Regions from separate parts of the Gasterosteus aculeatus genome. Here region 1 is linked to region 2. Evidence: chromatin contacts called from public Hi-C data. All regions are on one chromosome and are shown on one strand. Each heading gives the region's core, a stretch centred on a gene start, on an enhancer-like site or on the middle of the called end of the contact. The rest is flanking DNA. Distances are from core to core; before and after follow the strand shown.

Region 1 (5,259 bases), core at 2,433-4,932, 120 kb after region 2:
ATTGAACGAATCCGAGACACTGGGTCACTGCCGTCAGTGGGAGACGGCAGAAGCCTCTGTGCCTCTCTCCGTGGTGCTGAAAACTTCAAACCAATGACCAACGCGAGTGGCCCCGGTTTGAGTACCGTTGGTGAAATGAGGAGCAATACGTTGTGCTCTGCATTAGCAGAAAGCATACTTGTACATTTCAAAATCCAGACAAATAAAACCAAGGAAAGGCATTTGTTGTGCAACAGATTTCTATCACAGCTTGATTTTCTCTCAAGGGTGGAAAAATCCTAAACCAGATTTGGCCAGAACAATGGGTTTATTCAAAGGTGAACTTTTGTGCCTTTTGACAGGAAACTGAAGAAAGAGGCTTCAATGCCTCATAGAATTTGATAAATTCGGTTTGTACTGCTGCAATATGCAACTCAGATCTGTGCGTCGAGCTTCGGGGTGAGGGGAACATGTGTAATACAAAGGATGAGCAGCAACCGTCTGCAAATACGAATATAATATCAAAAAAGTTCCATTCCTTTGTGTGCTACTCTTTTACTGCCTGAGGGCAAAGCACCTTAGCCTGGGAGCAACGGGACGGTGAGCTGCACAGGGGGCTTCTGGGTGTTTAGACATCGAGCTGGTGGTTAGGGACCTTAAATTGAACAAGGAAACGGTTGTTTTAATTTTTAATTATGAATATAAAATACTTAATAGGAATCATTCTGATCTTAAGTGGAAACACCTAAAACCATTTTTGGAGTGGGAAAAAACTAACATGTTGCTGTTCTTATGGTCCTCTGCTGCCCTCTGGTGGTGATCAATAGTACTTTGTGTTACAACCTCAATTAATATCCTCAAAAAAATGAGCTCCATGGGGTCCAACAGTATTTGCTATTATGTCACCTAGACCATACTTGTTTTTCTGTAGTTATTGCTTTTCTGTTTTTCAGATTGAAAAATAGATGTGTGCTGTGAATGAGTGCTTTTATGTACCTCTACTCAAACCGTATGCTTCATTTTAAGAAGGCACAGGCAGAATTTGGGCTAATTCCCTCCACACAGGGTGGATTTTATGAATAAGTCTGTCCCACCTCAAGTCCCACGGAACACGAGCCCGTCGGCGAAGAAGGGCCCCTCTCTGCTGGGTGATTTATCTTCTCTTACCTCTAAATAACGCTCATCCTCTGAGGCCTGAGAGTCCATTTTCTAACCCACACTGTATTTAGAAATTGGTGTCAGAAAGAACAGGAAGCTTTTAAGAAATGAAGATATAACTGCAGATGATTACTCACTGTCCACACCACGGGGACAGACTTGATTGGTAACACGTGACTTCTCTCCTGAGGAAAGCTGCTCGCAGCGATATTTATACTTTATCTTTGTGCATTGTGTAAAAAACAAACAAAAAAACAACTTGACCGGATTATTCTCAGTCCTCTGAACGCAATAAAAGATACAGAACAGATGGGCTGTATTATTATTATTTTTTAATCTTTGTGGGAGACTGCAGAGGTGATAAAAGATGAGCCATTGTTCTGAATTATCATTTGTTATTTAGCTCGTGTCCCACAGCGACGGCTCAGTCAGATAAGAGCAACCTTCTCCATCTCTCGGTGGGGAGATAAGAGACTCAGAATTAGTCTGGAAAGCGAGCGGCCTCGGTGCGCCTGATGCATCTCTCTATTGTGCTTCCTGTAGAGGCCGATAGCCAAAGCGAAGGTGAGGCATACAAATATTTTGATGGCTTCTTTGGGATTTTCCATACAAGGAAAAGACAAAATAGCTCTAAATGAATATACATTATACGTGTATGTATGGATACATACACATTACACGTGTACTTATGGATCAAAGCGGTGACTTCGTTAGTTGGGATTTATTCTAATGTAGGACTTGCGGTTTGGGGAAATGGCTCCTTGGTGCACGACAGCATTAAACGTACCTGCGTGAAGATTATTTTAGGAACTTGGGATATTTAAATCATTTCGAAGGTAGTGAAGAACTACGGATGACCTTCACACCAGGCTGAGGGCTATTATTCGAAAATCTGTGGCCTCTTTTCCTTCCTTTTGTGTTGAAACTCACTCAAAAGTTTCATGACAAACATGCTGAAACAAAATCCTAACTCAGGGGCTAACTTGCTTCCTTCCTGATGGACATAAAGGCTTTCACACCCTATTATATATATATATATATATATATTAATAATAATAAGTAATAATAATATATATAACATATATATATATATATTATTTTATATATATATATATATATATATATGGTAAATTCTGGTGCCTGTGGTTGGTGTTGGTCGCGTCCTAATTAGTCATTTTTTTGAAACTCTAAAACAAAAATGACCCGGCGTTGCATTCTTTATTCTTTGGACTCATTTGTTGGAGAGCTTCGATGCTTCACTCACAGCCGACCGGCACACAGCGAGCACAAACGGTGACTCATACGGGCATTTATTCAAAATGAATCAGTTGTTGTTTCTGCATAATATTTTGTGTGGCAAAGGGTTTTCTTTTGAAGGGGAGGAAGAAGGGTTTACAGCAAACATGTTAAAGCTCTCAGGAATTGATCAGTTAATCAGCACAAATTGCAGGAATATCATTAGCATGTGATCGTTTATTAACTTCAGATTTTATTCCCGGCTCGAAACATTGAAGTCAGTAAAAACTGCAAATGAATAAGTGAATGTGTTCAGATAAGCTGAAACGTTAAATGAAGCAGGTCGGAAAGAACAAAATCTCAAACCAACGCTTATTAAAAGATTATTTTATTCACAATAGAAGTGTAACAAATATAGTTTATTAAAAAGTCTCCTGCTTATTAATATCATTTTAATCGATAAACTCAGAAGATTTTTTTTATATAAATGTAGAACGGCCCATTTGCCAGAACGGAATATTTACATTTTTCAATAATATTAACACAATAAAACAGATTTCCCCACAAAATTAAGATTTTGCATTAAAACGCAACGTAAACTATGTGCAATGGAATGATTATCAGCAATATTTTGTACAGAAAGATTTCTGAGGTTGATTTCACATAAGTAAACCTTTAAAGGGAAACGCCAACCGTTTTACAAATTCTGTCTATGTTGACCGGTCAGTTATGTAAAGTGATCAAACACCACTCGGGTGAAGATTAAAGATTTCAGTGTTCATAAATTAGAAGTTTCCCAAGTGGTGCCTGTTCACTAGGATCCACTTCTGTTAGAATTCATAAGTTGGCATTCCCCTTTAATATCCACCAATAAACAGTCATTGGAACGAAACAGATCATCAACACAATATTCAGAAAATCACCAAAAAGACATTTCAACCTTGTTGGAAAAAAAATCAAAATAAATTCTGCGTATGGAAACGAGCGTGATGTCACTCTGAGGCGGAAGCAGATCTCACAGCGACGGCTCAAACGGAAAAAGCTTCCTCTTTAGGACCGGACCGGCGTCCCGTGAGCGGAAACCACAAAATCTGCTCATGTTCCCCAGCGCGGCTCCCAGCGGATATCCAACCGCATGTCATCACGCCTCTAAAGATTTGAATCTCTGCGAGCTGGTGCAGCTGACTCAGTGTCTCCATTTCAACCAAAACTGAGATGAAGCTCAGAAGCAGCTTCTTCTCTGTATTCGTATAAAGCAGTTCTGGTGTCTCCACACTACTGTACAGTGAAGGATACAACAGATCTGGCTTGTACTTTGTTGCTGAATATTCCTGTACCTCCATGGTTCTCCATCTGTGTCGGACAGGAGAACAGTGTAATGTGCAGCGATTGGCCTCGCATGGCGGACGTGGATCACTTCCTACATTAACGGCATGTCGTCGCTGCTTCTTCTCCGCCTCGTTCATGCATTTTTGTGCTTTCCGAGATGACACAAAGCAAAAACAAACAAACCCAAAAGCACAGAGAAGTGAGCACAAAGAGCACAAAAAGAAAAGAAAAAAAGCACATAAAATATTCTTCACTTCACATTGGATGGTACATTCATACGATTCAATCCTGCTGTAAAGTTGTTTGGTTGATCCCAGGTTCATCTCTCTGGAATCAACCAAATTATTCTGCTAACATCACTTTAAAAGGTTGCATGTGTAGCAACAGTTCCTTGCCGATAGCATCAGTATGTATCTCTATATCTCTAAACATCTATATGTGTAATCATCTTGAGACATTGTGTAATGTACATTGTTGAATCGTTGATGTCAACAAATAAAAGACCCAGAGGACCTTTTAATCGTGTTCCGACATCAGTTCGGAATGTCTTTTTTCTTTCTTTCTTTCTTTTTTTATTAGGTGGACAAATATGCAATTGCCCACAAAAGGTTTAAGGTCCAGTTATGAAGCCACAGTGCCACCTGGGTGTCAGCTTCCAAACCCTAAAGTCCTCTGTTCACCTCTACAGAATAAATTAACACAATCAGCAAAAATCAACGGTTACAAGACAACACCACATGGGTAATAAATGCCTCCGAATCAACTGGAACCAAACAAACACCAGGGATTAAACCCGAGGACGCGGCCGTCTGTACAGTGAGGAGCACAGCTCAGCTTGTGTTGGACATCCAGCTAAGCTTTGTGATCAGTGTTTGCAGCTCAAACTCTTTGTATTTGAACATTTCCTTATGAAGCTGAATGAGTGAGTCTCCTAACCCTTTTCGCTTCTACATTTAGACAGCTTAATAAAGTGTAAACTACTCATCACAACGTCGTCCAACAGGTAAATCAACAGATTTGGATGTACGGGGCGTTCCACTTGAGACTTGACTCCATCACAGCATTGTTTGGTTCAAATTTGGTTTAACGCTAAAACCACGAGTCCCAGTAGCATCTAGCAGGTGTCCCCAAAAGATTACGGACTTTTCCTTTTCAAACCGCCAAAAAGGAACCGAATAGAAACTCTTAAAAGATCCAGGGATGCAGATTTAAAATTGAGGGATTTAAGACTTCTTCCAACAGTTTGGAAAATCAACAACATCATTTAATAGTGCCCGATATACATGTGATTCCCACCAGAATGTTTGACTCCAGACAGGTGTTACTCAGCCCAAGATCCCACCACTAGATGTCAGTGTGGGCCAGGGAATCAATCCCAGCTTTTAATCACTGCCCTCTGGAGCCAGAAAAGAATCACTTTGTCATCCTCAGATGGACCTTTGGACTTTGGGCTACTCTTAAACCAAAGCTACAATACATATCAAGTCCTAAAAAAGCAGAAATTCTCCGTCAGTGTGTTGTTTTGCTACGATCCTGAAGGGACAGGGGGACTTTCAC
Region 2 (5,685 bases), core at 2,946-5,445:
ATGAGGGACACCCCCCCATCGCCCCACGTGTGTGTGAGTGGCGTCCAACAGGACCGCAGGGTCTACCTTAATGAGCGGGTTGATGACTCCTACGTTAGGACTGGCGTTGAACACTTTGTTGAAGTTGGTCTCCCGGTTGACGAGTTCCAGCTGGTAGAACTTCTTATCGTCCTGCAGGAGAAAAACGATCAAAACATGTCAGCTGACGGAAGACTTTAGGGACATTGAAAAGGAGACGGAGAAGCTCCAGGAGGTAGAGGACTCCTCCTGTGTACGCAGCGCACACAACTCTATCCGCGGACACCTACCACCAGTTTCTTGACGAGAGATTCTCTCTCAGACACCATGTCCTTCAGCTCAGCGATGACCTGCAGGTCCTCCTGGCGACTCTCCCTGTTCCTGAACTTGTCCTCGGTTCCTTCCAGCCTGCGAGACAGGACCAGAAATGTTGTGAGACTGAGAGACTTACTGAACAACGTACATTTTATTTAAGAAGTGTACTTAAGCCCAAGTTGGAGTTGGTGCTTGTTCTTCAGCTGCCTGAATCTCAGAGGCCCTTTTTTGACTGCACTGAATTTATCTGACAGCTTTACTTTTCAGATTTTAATATTTCATACCCTTACTGCCTGGTGAAAATATGTGAAAAAAAGAATCATTTCAATGTTTGTAATAAGCTGAGGGATGAAGCATAAGCTAAATAAACTCTAAAGAGCCTCTTGGATCAGCTAAAAAAGGCATCGGCACGAAGCTGAAAACGGGCTTTTCTGAGCTCAAGAAGTTATTTTTATATTTTAACGATGCTACAAATACATGATGATGATTAAACCAGCCAAAAGTATATAAAGGATCTGAAACATCTACAGCAGTATAATGCAACAGACATGAACGCAGCAGTAATATACTGTATATCCCAAAACACAATATTTAACAGTAAAATACTGACATGTCTCACTGCACAGTACTTTCGCTTTTCATACTTTTAGTTGATAACACTCACATACACATTCTGCAGTACCATTTTGAATGCAGGACTTTCACTCCTAGTGGAGTACTTTTACAGTGTGGTATAAGTACAGGATCTGAATATCCACCACCTGTGCAAAGACACTCATCCTGAGAGAAGAGTCCATCATCAATGTATTGAACATTAACTTTTAACTACACATCTAAAAAGAGTAGGAGCCAGCTGGACTGTGTGGGTGTGTTATAAGGACAATTTACGAGAGAATGGAATAAAAAGGTACTACAGGGAGTAAAAAGATGAGAGAACGTACTTTACTTTTTCATTAGCTTTTGATCAATAAGACAGTGATTATCGCCAGTTTCTTCCCTTTCCTGCAATCTTCTCCCCTCACCGTCCAAGCAGTGTTATGAGTTACTATCCCAAAGTCATTTTTTAAAGGGTTTTTTCCGAGAAATCCTCCCTCAGGCTCTTTTCACACTCCATTTTACCCAAACGCAACAACCGCTAAAGATCGCTGAGCAGACGAGCTGATCCTTGAAGGGGCAACAATAATAGCAAGAAAATGACTTGTTTGTTTAAACAAAAATAAACAAACAAACGTAAAATTGAAAACGAATCATGGAACTACATTTCTGGAGGGCCGCAGAGCGTTTTCCCAGCATGTTCAGCTGTTTCACCGATTCTTTATGTGACAGTGAGCTGAACAGCCTTCTACCTCCCACACCGTCACATCCCAAGCGGCTGAGGGGGGGGGGGGGTCTGTGTGACATTTATGCCACAGGTTGAAGTCGCACTCTTGTAAAGGCCAGGCGCCGTGACAGCTTGTCTTCCAGATAAACCAAGCTCTGCCAAAGGAGTGAATGGTGCTGGACAGGAGCAGCCATTCTAGCTCCCCGCTCAGTGATACAGATACACGCTGATCTGCACTTTCCATCAGATGAACTGTCTGCCGTTGTGCTGGTCCGTCTGTCCCCCCGACAGACAATTTATCGGGCTGCTCCCGTGAGACGGGTCATTTTGTGGGTGGCCTGAGCATCAGAGCCTCCTTTGCTGCTGACCCAGTGTCTGCGCCTGGCAGGAACTAGGTATGCGACATACAGGGAGCATCAGGGGGTCCGAGCACTCTCATTGAGCACTGATCTCCGTCCTTCTCAGAAAGGCCCTGCCGGTGTAAATGCTTTGTGGACACTCTCCCTTATACTGCAGCTCAATTCCTAGCTGTCTTTTAAGAATTCTGTCTTGTTGATCTACTTGACTTGCAGAAATTGTCTGTATCAAAATAAATTTACTTCGGTGCTTCCTGGCTTCCTTTTCAGGACTCATTCATGGCGACCCCCCCTCCCCCAGGAAACTACCCGTTCCATCCACTATGGAGCCACAGACCACTGTACGCTAAAACAACCAGACGCATCCAGTCTTTCTTGCAGCTTGCCATCACTCTGATCAACACTAAACATCAGTCACATTGTGTCAGGCAAAAATCCACGTGCAGTAGCCCTGTAACACTGAACAGCCCCTGTAGCTATTGGTTATCCTAGTTTTAGCTGTGTGAGTCGGGGGAACGAGCCGGGACAGGGGGAGTCGGGGGAGCGAGTCGGGGAGCCAGGACTGGAGGATTTGGGGGAACGAGCCGGGGAGCCGGGACTGGAGGATTCGGGGGAACGAGCCGCGGAGCCAGGACTGGAGCCTTAAGCCTTTATGTTACATATGATAATGATGCGTAATGAAAAGTTAAGTCCTGAACAAAGTAATTGCAATATGTCCAGAGGGAGACATGAATGTCTCGATCACAATTTTGGGTTGTATTCATTTGTAAAATACACACCTGGCAGAGGTGTGAAATTTGCACTCTGCACTGCTCTAATGGTGTTATCTATCTATGACAGGGGTGTGCTAAATGAGCCAATGGATTCCTGACTTTCCTTGTCAAATTTTGTGGATTATTTTCTTTTTTACGTTTGTGTTTTTAGGTCTCTAATTGTCCATTGTACGTCACACCCTCTATATAAATAGATATTGTGCATTAGTGTTTGTGTAGTAACAGTCTTAATTAAGTCTTAATATGGATTTTTTTTATAGATGTTAATATTTCCCAGCAAACATGCTCTGAATAGATGCACGTCCTCTTTGGTCAGGCAGGTGGCGCTTTGCTCCCGGCTGACTCAAAGTAAAAGGAGGTCAGCTCTGATGAGGATGTTAGCTGGCCGCACGTCTTCTGAATCCAACACACACCCACAAGAGTTTTCCATATGCCATTTCTTTTTAAAAAATCTTATTCTCTTTTATATCAATGTTCTTCTCTCCATCTCAGAAACTATTGTTTTCTCTTGAGGTTTGGTTAATTTCCCTTCTGACCCGACATCCTCCACTGCCCAGCGGCAAAATGTACCTTTCAACTCCTTTCTTCATTTCTTTCTCCATCCATCCTCTGCTCTGAATGCACCGGCATTCAGAGATTCACAGCAACGTCACATCTCATGCACACTCTTTTGCTCAACGTGCTGCATCCCCACAGCTTTCTCTTGTGTTCTTCCCTTCTATCGATACATTGCAGCATTTGCTTCATCACTTCCTACACTCCCACTGCATGTCATCAATAATATAAATTCACTTCTACGTATTCAGTAAAAAAATGATTGTCTTCTTTACTTACTGAGCTAAACATTCTTGATCTTTATTCCATACTTATATAACTTCGATCTTTGATCCCTGCGAGGCCTACGCCGAAGGATTTTTGATCTGTCAACGGAAGTTACTTCATTTGGCAGAATACATTTTGCCAAACAGCTGAGCTTTTCTTTTTTCAAAAGTGAATAATTCCAATGTTCTATTTCTCAACCACTGAAAATGACCTCACCAGGGGAGTGAAATCCTAAACAATAACCTCCTGGCATGCGTCATGATAACACACTATTCATGCCCAAAATATTCAGTATATAATGAAACCATTACCATTATAAAATGCATTCATTACTGAAGTGATGAGGGTTAAAAGGGAGCTCTTTAGGCAGGGTTGTGTCAATGAAGCAAATCAGACACGCAAAACCGTCAAATCAACAACGCAGTACAGCCAGAGCCAATGACACCAAGGACAGGTGAAAATGAATGTTCTCCAGGGACCTGACCTGGGTCTCTGCACTAGGGCTTTTGCTACGTTTATAATACAATAACTTAGATAGTGGCTGACGTGCTCAGAGTTTTCAGAAGCAGACAGGAGTACCGGCATGGAAGCAATGTTCTGCCCTGGATAAGATAGGACAGGTTTGTGTGGATGGGAAACTCCCACATCAACACCAGAGTAACCGGTCGAGACAGCGGCAGAGGAGCGATTCCCGTGTTCTTCAAAGTAAAGGGTGGCTTTGAAGAGGGCAATAAAAAGATTTCAGTTCCCTGCCGTTAAGGGCTTTCAGACAGCTATCTTTAAATAGAAGTTGGGGCAACATAATAACACATTTGAACAGTTAAATCCATTTTTGTTTTTTGGTCATCAACTACCAAAAAACACATCAGACCCCGCTCAAGCCATGTGAAAAGCAAAATGTCCGGCAGGCTTGGCAGTTCTTACAGTTTATGTGACGCAACCATGTTGACGCACATCATGTTGACTCAGAGAAAATACAGCGTATGAAACTGACACTTACCTTTACTCCTAAAAGGAAAGGTTTTGATACAAATCAGGTATCAAGTTGCAAAACACTTGTCAAACAAGTGTGCACAGTTTTAGCAAAATAAAGGCACATTCCCCCACATGACTATGGATTCAGGAGCTCGAAGCAACGTATGCATTTGTGTTTCTCTTTCTTAAACCCTTGATTTCATGGAGACATTTTCACATGATGCCGTGATTGCGTAAGATCACTGACGAGTGGAAAAGATGACGTCTTTTTTCTCACATTTGATGTGCTCAATTGGATCTAGGACGAATAGTTTGACTGCTGCACACAGTAATCATGATTTAACAATGACGCAAGTGTCACTCGTCCGTGCCCCTCATTGATGCACAGTGGTCTGAAGACCGCACAAGCACACAGTGTGTTTACAGTGTGTACATACAGTATCTGAAGGGCGGAGATCTTGTCCTTGAGCACTTCCTGTGCCTTGTTGAAGTCTGACAGCATGTTCTGCGTCTCTCTGCTGTGGACAACGCTCATTTCAGTGAGCTCTCTCTCGTGCCTCTTCGTCAACTCTTGTTCATGAGCTCTGTGGAAAAGAGAGCGGAGGGTTAAGTGTCACTCAGTTTCACTGAGGTGGACCCCATTTTTAGAAGTTATACACTGTAAGTTAAATCAACAGCAATTCATAGTGTTCCATTTATTTAATTATTTACAGATTATACAATTGCATTTTCTGTTAAAGAAACTAGTAACAGAACCGATAAATGTAGCTCTATTAAGACTTTACTTTGTGAAATATAAGTACCATCAAATAGAAAATTGAGCTCTGACACATCTTTGGTGACCATGGCTGTTATGTGCCATGGGTTGAAAGAAAGAAAATATCAACATACCAACACTAAACCATCCTTCCTTTTCATGAAGCTGCTTGAATGAAGCCGTACCAGTTACAGTCAACTCAAACATTAGGATAGAGTAAGTAAGTCCCTTAGTGGTTGAAGTATAACAAACCTTTTGTACTATGAATGTACGTACAAAATGACCGCAGATACGATAATATGAAAATGCACACAAACATAAATATGGTCTGTCAGTCACTAGTGTACA

Evidence for each region. A called contact is a pair of places that touch in the nucleus more often than the background predicts.
Region 1: a contact with region 2 is called in a Hi-C map of skeletal muscle, with 10 times the contacts expected there. The contact joins two enhancer-like sites. A contact is called at or near these places in 5 of 6 Hi-C or Micro-C datasets (liver, skeletal muscle, tail fin and 1 more).

Annotation. Positions count from the first base shown.
Region 1 is chr18:5,452,554-5,457,812 of fGasAcu3.hap1.1, forward strand. man1a1 (mannosidase, alpha, class 1A, member 1) reads right to left here. Exons shown (of 12, transcript XM_040160450.2): 12 at 2,746-5,259. Among protein-coding and RNA genes, the nearest start is that of fam184ab, 17 kb to the left of the region's middle. Within about 2 kb of position 3,683, at least 1 of the 9 cell types and tissues checked has open chromatin away from gene starts, as enhancers often do. A contact at or near this core is called in liver, where this site is marked.
Region 2 is chr18:5,335,361-5,341,045 of fGasAcu3.hap1.1, forward strand. fam184ab (family with sequence similarity 184 member Ab) reads right to left here. Exons shown (of 21, transcript XM_040160480.2): 18 at 5,018-5,164; 19 at 309-426; 20 at 67-171. Among protein-coding and RNA genes, the nearest start is that of ptrhd1, 12 kb to the left of the region's middle. Within about 2 kb of position 4,196, at least 2 of the 9 cell types and tissues checked have open chromatin away from gene starts, as enhancers often do. A contact at or near this core is called in liver, where this site is marked.